2 separate regions of the Mus musculus genome follow, and region 1 is linked to region 2. The links are chromatin contacts, called in public Hi-C maps. All regions are on one chromosome and are shown on one strand. The core of a region is the stretch at or near the end of the contact, and the rest is flanking DNA. Distances in the headings are between cores, read along the strand shown.

What was found. A called contact is a pair of places that touch in the nucleus more often than the background predicts.
Region 1: a Hi-C map of bone marrow-derived macrophages shows a contact between it and region 2, with 1.7 times the contacts expected there. The contact joins the enhancer-like site here to the promoter of Fbxl4 in region 2. A contact is called at or near these places in 1 of 39 promoter capture datasets (the C10 cell line), 8 of 484 Hi-C or Micro-C datasets (B cells, bone marrow-derived macrophages, centroblasts and 4 more), 3 of 115 datasets of contacts at active chromatin or transcription factors (bone marrow-derived macrophages, embryonic stem cells and memory CD8 T cells) and 3 of 9 other capture datasets (adipose tissue, embryonic stem cells and liver).

What each region holds. Positions count from the first base shown.
Region 1 is chr4:22,390,847-22,395,756 of GRCm38.p6, forward strand. Fbxl4 (F-box and leucine-rich repeat protein 4) reads left to right here. Exons shown (of 9, transcript NM_172988.4): 5 at 1-75. Among named protein-coding and RNA genes, the nearest start is that of Gm24607, 3.3 kb to the right of the region's middle. Within about 2 kb of position 2,480, at least 30 of the 459 cell types and tissues checked have an H3K27ac peak or open chromatin away from gene starts, as enhancers often do. A contact at or near this core is called in bone marrow-derived macrophages and macrophages, where this site is marked.
Region 2 is chr4:22,355,709-22,360,532 of GRCm38.p6, forward strand. Fbxl4 (F-box and leucine-rich repeat protein 4) reads left to right here and starts at 1,835. Exons shown (of 9, transcript NM_172988.4): 1 at 1,835-1,973.

The DNA.
Region 1 (4,910 bases), core at 1,230-3,729, 36 kb after region 2:
CTGTGTGCTTGTCCAGTGGCTTAATCTGTCTTGGACTGGCAACAGAGGGTTCATCTCTGTATCAGGATTTAGCAGGTAGGTACAAAACCTTGTTGCAGCTTTTTAATCAAGAGTCTAGACTTGTATATAAGAATGTTCACAGTACAAATTTTAAACTGTATTTGTATATTTAATAAGAATAAAAAGACTGATATTTATAAAAATGAATTAGTGCTATCCATCCTCAGCTAAACTTCATAGTGATGTAAGGGCCAGCTGTATTCTTTACTTCTTATTTAAATCCCAAGTGACTTTCAACCGAACTGCTTTTTTTCTTTCTCATATTTTCAGCACAGATGATTAACACATTTAAAAAACTATTTCCAAATCAAAATCTACCTCTCTAATGTGATTTGTCAGAAATGGAAAACAATTTATTACAGAACATTTTTAATTAAATCTTAATTACATGTGCAATACATCACCCAAATTTAGAAGCTCATTTAAGCTAATTATGTTGAAAATGAAATTGCATTCTAAATAGAGGACGATGCTTGCAGACCTGCCCAGGTGTTTCTGCTCCTTTCTATTTAAGCATTTAGTTTCCTTACTATTAAATGTCACCTGTTAAACATTTGAAAGCTAGCAAAAGTGCATATTCATTTAGTAATGCCATAGTAATTTTTCTTAGGATACAAACAGGTGCTTTTCTCTTAACTTGGATGATTGTTCTTGTATGTGTTATATGACTCTATCATTTTTATAAAGTTAAACATGGAGTGGAAACTTTGGAGACAATATCTGTTATTTTAAATGAATAAATGCTCCTTTATCTTGCATGGATCTGTACAATCCCAGCTCTTTTTATTACTATTGTTTGCAAAAGATCTTGCTAAGTAACCCTGGTGGCCCTGAAATTGTTTTGTAGCCCAAGTAGAATTCTGTCTTGGGATTTTCTGCTTCAGATTCCTAAACAGCTGGGATTGCAGGGATGTGTTGCAAGGGCCAGCTACAGAACTTTCTATGGCAGGAGGGCAGCATAGGCAAGGAAAAGGTAGCATAGTAGGATTAGGCTTTGTGGGTTAAATTGTGTTGGGCAAGAGGAATACTGCTTCCTGTGACTCAGTCCATGTGAGAAAGAGGGAAGAGAGAAAGCGAGATAGGCTTTGCTTCTGAGGTCACCTCTGAGACCCTCCAGCACCTTTCCAATTACTTGGCAGCCTAGGTTTTTGTATTGGGATGCTTAAATTCTAGTGAGGCCTTAGTCCAATGCTAGTTCTCTCTACTTCAAAAACATTCCACCTGCAAATTGTTCTCACTACTAAGACCAGTAAGAACTGAAACTGCCCATGGCTGTTTTGAGCATGTATTGTTGACCATAAACTAAGGGAGACAGTATGAGACAGACAAGTGGTGTCAGTAAACGTTGCTTTATGTTATAAAGGTCTAGTTCTTGTGTCACTGATTTGCACTAGAGAAATTAATTTTCTGTTTTTAAAATTAGGAATTTAGGGTTTGGCAAGATGGCTTAGAGGATAAAGGCACTCGCTGCCTAAGCTGACAACTCTCGCAGATCCCTGGGATCCACAAGAGAGAAGTTGTCAACTTGTCCTCTGATCTTCACGGGTGCCAGGGTGTGTATGCACCCACATACGTGTAAATACGTGTAAGAAAAACAACATTAAGTGGGGCCTGTTTTCACCCTATGAATCAAGGCATGGTAGCAGAAGTTGTCAACCATGTAGAAGGTTATTTGTGATGTCTAAGTTAACCCTTTGTTCTATGGAGAAGAAAAACATGAAGATAAACACGTTGCTTACTTTCATAAAAAGTGACAGGTGGCAGCTTGTGAGACAATGGTGGTGAGGTCTGACTTTGGCACAGTGATGTCTGTGACCATAACAGCAGTGAGTGTACTGTAACGGTTCTATTAAACAAGTTCTTCAAAACTCTGTAGCTTGACTAGGAAAGAGAAGAGGCGGTTGTGAGGAGAAATCCCAGCAGTCCTGTTCAGTGGGACTGGCAGTGGGTAAGGTCTTGTGTGTCAGTCAGAGCTCCAGCTTTGTCCCTAGCAGCTCTGCTTCTGGCTTCTAGTTCACCTGGATTCCTTGCTCTGCCGCCATCTGCGATGACAGACTTATCCGTTGTCGTTACCCAGATTGTACTGTGGTGGTTTAGCCCGTCAAACCACACATTTTTTGCTAGCATCCCTTTCAGCCGCAGCCACTGTTCACATTTAGAAGTGTGTTTAAACACAAAGAGAAAGGGTTCTTAAGGGCATGCTGGAACTTTGTCTGCTGATTGCTTTGGGTTCTTTGACTTGACTGAAGTGACAGTCATTATGACTCGGAGGCAGCCTTCTCAAAATAAACAATAAATATGCATGACTTGATTATTAATGAATCATCTATGAAGAAGTGGTGGTCTATTTATACACATTAGTCTGAGGATTTCTTTATATACTATTTCAAAGCAGCAGAGCACATGACAGTAGCGGCCGCTGGTGAGCTGTGCGGGGGAGGCTGGGAAGAAGCTGTGCTGCTCCTGTGGCCTGAAACCTCATCTGGGGAAGTGAGAGCTCGGTGCGTTTTAAACAGCCTTCTAGGGACTTTGGTCATGAGAACAGAAAAGCTGCTTAAATTGAAATAAAGAAAGAATTTAATCAGTTATTAAAACCTACTTCTAGTGTCAAATTTATGAGTACTGCCCATGTGTACCACCACTTGTTAAAATCAATTCTCTCTAATTCTCCTTTGCTTACACATCCCTGTCTCTTAGGTCTTGTGCATTCACTCGCCTCCCTGCCTGTCTGTGTTTTAAATTGTATCATATTATGCTGTTTAAAAGCCTAGCTCCATTTTAGCAGTGCTGTCTTTCTTTCAGTGGGTGCTGCGTCTCTCTGATGCTCCTCCCTCTATGCAGGATTTTACCCCTCAGACTCATTTTGTCAGGAAGCATTTGGGGTGCTTTTTAGATTCGAGGACCTTGTCATTTATTGCCTTGTTTGATTTCTTGTTGCTAAGATAAAAGGCCCTTTTGAGGGAAGGGGCTTATTTTGTTTTACATTTTCAGAGGGGCACAGTCTGTCTGTGGCAGTAGATGGGGAAGGCATGGTAGCAGGGGCAGAGGCTGGCTGTATATCCACACCGAGGAAGTAGAGAGAGTACAAACTAGAGACAGAAAGCTCTATCCCCTTGCTCTGCAGCACAACGCCAGTGGTTCACGACCTCCAGTGAAGTTCCATGCTCTAAAGGTTATACAGCCTTCCACAACAGCACCGCCAGCGCATCTAATAGCAGCAGACCTAGCTCAGGCGTCTTTATCTGAATGTAGGCTCATAAAACTCTTAGAGAGACCTTGGAAGGAATGATGGGATGTCTCCTTCAGCTCCCAGCACCTCAGAATTTAGGGAACCCCATAGAAAAGGAGTGTAAGCACTGTCGGGAATGGACAGGGCCTTCAGGGTTCTTCACTGGTTCTCTGCGCATATTTTTCGCTTCTGTTTCTGTTTTTATGGCATTCCTGAGTTTGTGAATGAGTGTGTCTTTGATTCTTGTATCTTCTCTTGCACTCTTATCCTTTTATTGGATTTGCCTTGTCCTACCTTTCATATGATGGCTTTTGTTTTTGTTTTATCTTATTATATACTCTTTTGTTATGTTTTGTTGTTACCTCTTAGAAATTGGTTCTTTTCTAATGAGAGACAGAAAGAGAGTAGATGAGGTTGGGAGGGAAGCTGGGGAAAGACTTGGAGGAGTAGAGAGGGTAAAATGTCATCAGGATATATTATATGAGAAAATAATCTATTTTTAATAAAGGGAAAAAATTAAAATGAAGTTCTAAAAAGGAAGTAAGTAAACCCCTCAATATCAAGTAACAGTAGATAAGGATTCACGATGTAGAACAAGCAGGCTGGATAAGTTATTCTCCTTCCAAGTGACCCATCTCATGATTGAAATGAGTAACTAGTTGATCAATGAAAAATAGCCATGTAACTGCATGAAATAAAACTTCCATGAGGCGCATTAAGAAATGATTCATGTATGGTCAGTTGAGGCTGTTGCTACTGCCTTTATGAAATCAATATATTATGTAAAGTTGGGAAGAGAGAATGTGAACATATTGATTAGGTAGCCTGCTCAGAGTGAAAATATGCATATCTGAGCCTTGGAGGGAAGAAAATCAAAAGCAAAGTGGCAGTGTAAGGGGTCATGTCTTTGTTGTGCTTTCTGACTATCATCAGGTCACTCGAAGTCTTCCTGTTTGTTAGTGACGAGGTTTCGGGTGACTAGTTTGACACTCCTCTATAAATTCTTTGGAGGAAAAAGTTTTTTTATGATGGCAGCAAAGAAAGAAAAATGCCCAGTTATTTTAACTCATATATGAAAAGGAAATCTAGATAAAAGTGCTTTGCCCCTTAGCAAAGATCTCAAGGAAGTAAGACCAAAGCTTCTAGTTCTAAGACTTCATTTATTTCTGTGAAGTCACTTTTCTAATCTGTAAAACATTTTAAAATTATTAAATCAATAAATAGGATTTTTGATCCATTGAAAGCCAGCATTCATTTTTAGATTGCTAACTTATAAATGAATGACTCACCATAACAGCTTGTATACTCAAAATGAAGTAGCAGTGTTAATTTGTCCAGTTTGGGGGAAATAGTTTGATCCCATGCACAGAAACATACCTTTACTCACTAAAGCTTACTTTTAGAATGGGTCTGCATAGATAGGGCTCCGGCACTAAGAAGGGAAGTGAACACAGCTGCCATGCCTAGCCCAGAAGCTATCTCCAGATGACAGCTGCTGGCAAAGGAGAAGCTAGTTTTCTCACTGGAGTTTCCCTGGGTATAAAGACCACACCTAGGGACGGGCTCCACATCCAGCAGTAGATGACCAACACAAAAATGAACTCAAGACTATTGTTTTTAA
Region 2 (4,824 bases), core at 585-3,084:
TAGAGGGCCTCTACCCTCTCAGAGGAGAAGGGGAGGAAGGGATGGGAGAAGGATTGTGGGAGGGGATAACCAAGAGTGGGGCAATCAGCAGGATGTAAAGTGAATAAGTAAAAAAAAAAAAATTAAATTAAAAAAAATAAATATAGTGAAGAAAGAAGTGTGGAGAGTGAATAAAAGACTAAATGAAGGTCTTTGCTTAAAAACACACACTTCATTTTAGAATGAGTAACTTCTGTAGTTTAAATGGAGTTTGAGTTCTTTATACGCATTAACTGAAGTCTTATCAGAAAATATAAAAGGGTCAGGTTTTTTATTTTTAATAAATTAGCATGATTTAAACACAGATTTTATTTTAGAATAAATATTCAGATTTACAAAAACTCTGTGATGAACAGATTGAGATGACAGACAAGCTGACCTCACAGCTGCCCTTGGTGTTAAAGAGATGGAATGCTCTTCCTGCTGGCCTTGAACTCACTGACATCTGCCTGCCTCTGCCCCCCAATGGCTGGGATTAAAGACATGCTCCACCACACCCAGTTCTAACCCTCTCCTTTTAGAACCTAGCTCACCAGATAGTGTCACAGTTAAGAATGGAAGATGGAAATTGAGTTTGAAGTTTTTGATTAAAATTTCACTTTTGTGTAGATTACACAGCATAGCATAATTGTTTCACTTCATGTGGTGGTCTGGATGAGATACTTTTATATGCTGGGGCCTTTCAATATGTGGTTCCTAGTTGGTCTGTTTGGGGAGGTGGAGGAGGTATGGCTTTGCTGATGGAAGTCAGTCATTGGGCCTGGCTTTGACAGATCAAAGACTTACCTGTTTCGAGTTGGTTCTTTGTACTTCGTTGTTTGCAGTTGGAGATGTGAGCTCTTAGTTGTTTGTGCCACCATACCTGGTGCTTGCTGCAGTGCTCCGGGTATGTAAGTGATTCTTAACCATCTGGAATCCCAAGTCTCATTGTTTTGGCTGTGATGTTTTGTTACAGCGATGGAAAAGAAAGTAACATAAAATTAACAAGTATTCTTTCTATTTTGCTTCTTCAAGAGAAAATTGGAAATCATGAGTGGTTCAGCATATTATTGAGTTTCCCATAAATAGGGCTGGAGAGACAGCTCTTTCAGAGACCCTGTTTGGTTCCCAGAATCCACTTCTGACAGCTCACAAATGCCTGTAATTTCAGCTCCAGGATATCTGATCTCTTCTGCCTTCAATGGCACCTGAACACATGTGTGCGCATGAACAGCACACACACACACACACACACACACACACAGATTAATAAAAAATTAAAATAAATCTTAAAGTTTTTTTTTATTAATGGAAACCTTGTGGAAAGACAGATGTAACGACAACTGAAGAAAGGTTCATTTGAAAAGAAATGGAGACTTAAGGGAGACCCGTGACAGCATCTTCATCACAGGTGGTCAGGTGAATATGCGCCTGCAGGGAAGGTTTGTTTCTGAGGGCTGAAGAATTTGTATATTAATTGGTGGATTGTGCCTGCTGAGAACTTTTACTGCTCTAGAAGTTCTCTTTCTAGTGCTCCTGTGCTGAAGTGCTTTTTTGCATAATACTTGGGTTGAGTCACCAAGTCCGAAGAAGCTCCAGCAGAACTACATTACTTCTGGAGGGCTATCTTTGGCAGGATGAGTAGCGTAAAGGTTCTGCAACCCGCTGCCAGTCCCCGAGCAAACAGGCCATTTCTAAAGCACCACTGGCCTGGCTAATCAGCTCAAACAACCAGGGCAATCCGGCAGCAGCCAGCCCGACCCTGGCCCCGCCCTTCGCCAGGCCCCGCCCCGCCTCCGGCCCCGCCCCGCCTCCCGGCCTCGGTCTTCCTTCCGGGTCGCGCTGGGCCGGGCCCGCCGCCGCGGCAGCAGCACGGGATACTGGGAGCCGTCTCCTGCTGCCCACGCTGCGGGCTTGCGGCGAAGCTCTGTTCGCCCAGTTCCGGACCCTGCAGGGTACGGCGCTTTCTTCCTTCCTCCCTCTTCAAGGTCTCGACGTTCCCCCCTCGGCGTGGGCGGGGCCGGGCGCGCGCCACTCTGGGGAGCGCGGGGCGGAGGCTCTGGGCCCACGCGTGCCTATGGTGCTGCGCCGCTGTGCTGGCGGAGACCGGACGTGGGTGCCGCCGCCTCCTGTCGCGGCTCTCTTGGGCCTGGCACGCTCACGGCGAGCTGCGGACGCTGGGCCTGCAGGCTGCGCAGCCCTGACTTCCCTCTCACGCGGGAAGGTTTCTGTCCAGGCAGGCTCGAGCCAGGAGATGCCAGGCTGCAGCCTTCTTTCCATCGTCTGGGGTGGGCCCAGCCACTTGTCAACTATGTTTGGCGATGGGGTTGGTTCTGCATTTCATCGGCTTCCCAAGTGCTCTTAGTCCCAGAGCTGTCAGCAGTCAGTTCTACTTGTAATCCACAAAGGGTCAGGAAGTTAGCTGGCTGTGGCCCACTGGTCTGCTCTGTTGGGAGCCACCTGCTCCCTCTGCTTCCTGCGCACACTCTGAGGAGATCCTAAGGCAGGCACACTGCTTATCTTGCCCACTCTCTCGTCCTACACGATTAATGAGTACAGGGTCCCTCGCACTCCTCTGTCTTGGAGTAAGTCTTGGGTGGAAGTGAAGTCTCATCTAGTGGCGCTAAGAATTAGACAGTCTTGAGTAGTCATTGAATTCCATTATTTCCAGACTTGCGTACCAATTTGAAAAATTCCTGTCCCACGTTTTGGCTCTTTTGAACCCTATTCCGTCTTTGTTTTCAAAGTCAGAGAGGTCAGGGCCTAAGACCTGGTTGTTTGTGGTCCTGTTGCTGCTGTCTTACAGTGTTGTTTACAGCTGATGTTTTGCTTTCAAATATGGTCGTCGAATCTTTACCAAGCCACTGCCCAGTCTTCTCAGCTTGGAAGCGTTACTATTTGCCGTCTTCGCTGTTCTAAGTTTGGAGTCCTCTTGGGTCTTTCATAATATGGATTGTGACTAACCCCCACCCCCCTCCGTGCACGTGCCCCATGGTTTGTTGTCTTACTCAACTTTGGTGTGAGATAAATAATGCTGTGCCTTCTTGGTTATTACTGGCCAATGACTTCATCCCAATTTGTCGAGTTCTGTTCTTTTTCTTCCTGTCAAGTGCTGGTATATGGTGAACACTTGGCGCCCGTGTATTCTTGAGACCTTCTGAACTGCTAGCAGTGACCTACTTCCTGTGGTAATGCCATGCTGCTCTTGTTTCTCCAGCTTTACAGTGTGTGGCGATTCAAACCTTGTCTGACATATCATGAACATCAGTGGATATTTTTGTAATGAACATTTAGTTGAGGGCAGGTTGGATTCCTTTTGTGTTTGAGTGTTGAGGTAGAGCTCTCAATGTAGCCTTGGCTGGGCTCTCTTAGAGGTCTTGTTGGCCCTGGCCCCTGAGAGATGGGGCTAAAGGTATGAAGAACTGCACTGAGTTGAATTCCCTTGTGTCTCGCCCCTCCCTCTAAAATGCCTTGCCAGTTTTTGAAATTTGTAAATTTGCCTTTCCTTTGGTCAGGTGAATTAATGGCCAAATTCTTAAATAAGCTGTCTTTTTGCTCACCCCGTTTACCCTGTCGAGTTGTTCCACATAGAAACTGATTCCCAGTCGCACGTCTGTTGACTTGGGATCTTCTCTTCGTGTGTGCAGTGTCCTGTTGGCCGTTATCAGTGATAACATAACAACATTCTATACCTGCTTTCAGCCCAGGCAAGCTCAATGCTCAAGCTCTCAGATATCCCTTTGAGTTTCACCATTCCAACAAGGTATCACAAACAGAATCAAATTCCTGTGCTGATGTAGTAGATGTGTAAATAATAATCACTGCTTAGTACTTTGCTCTTTCCAGATAGAAATGTGTATACGTGTGTTTCATATAGTGTGTGGTATAGCTTTCTGCAGCTTCTACTTAGTAGTCATCACTGGTGAATGTGTCTTTACATAGATGCACATGCCATCTTACCTTTCAAAGGCTTTTTTGGCTCATTATTTTAGGAGCAACCTAATACTGAGCCAATTCTCTCTTAGTATTTAGAACACTACACATTTATTTCTATTGTATGTGAAATTACTAGGCCATTTCTGCATGTGAATAGCTGTTTCTTATTTCTTATGTCTCTTTGCTTGGTGTCAGTTAGTCTTAGTTTGAAGATATTAAGTGGAAAATTCCAAGGGTAAATAGTTTGTAAGTTTTTAAATCCTGTGCTATTCTGAGTAGTGTGATGAAAGTGCATCCCTTCCTGATCTGTGAACTCTATCTTTTTCTACTCCAGCTACATATGTCCATGTATACGTATGTCTAGTCCATATGCCCATTACATAGTAAGTAACAGACCTGGCTGTCAGATCAACTGTGTTCAAGCAACTTTTTTTTTTTTTAATTTAATGTTGCCAAATTTGGATCAAGAGTACTGACTTCAGAAGTCCAAGCACGCCAAAGAGAAGCCAGCCATTAAGTACTTCCCTTATGAGTACGTATGTATGTATGGGAGTGCATATGTCTAGAAAGAATCATAATCTACCTAGCATTCTCTGCTCTCCATGGACCACAGTGGGATTTCAAAACATCTCCTGGTGATTGAGGGCCATTATTGTATATATTTGCATATTTGTTTCTTTTCTTGGTGCAAATGATTACATTGTTGGGTGAAAGGGTTTATGACTTTTAAATTTTCAGAGATTCTTCCACAGTACCCTTTAATACAGCTGCTGATACGGAGACTAGGGAGGTGGGTGGGTGCTTAAGACTCTTTGTTGCTTTTGTAGGAGACCTGAGTTTGGGTCCCAGCACTCACAGCTACCTGTATCT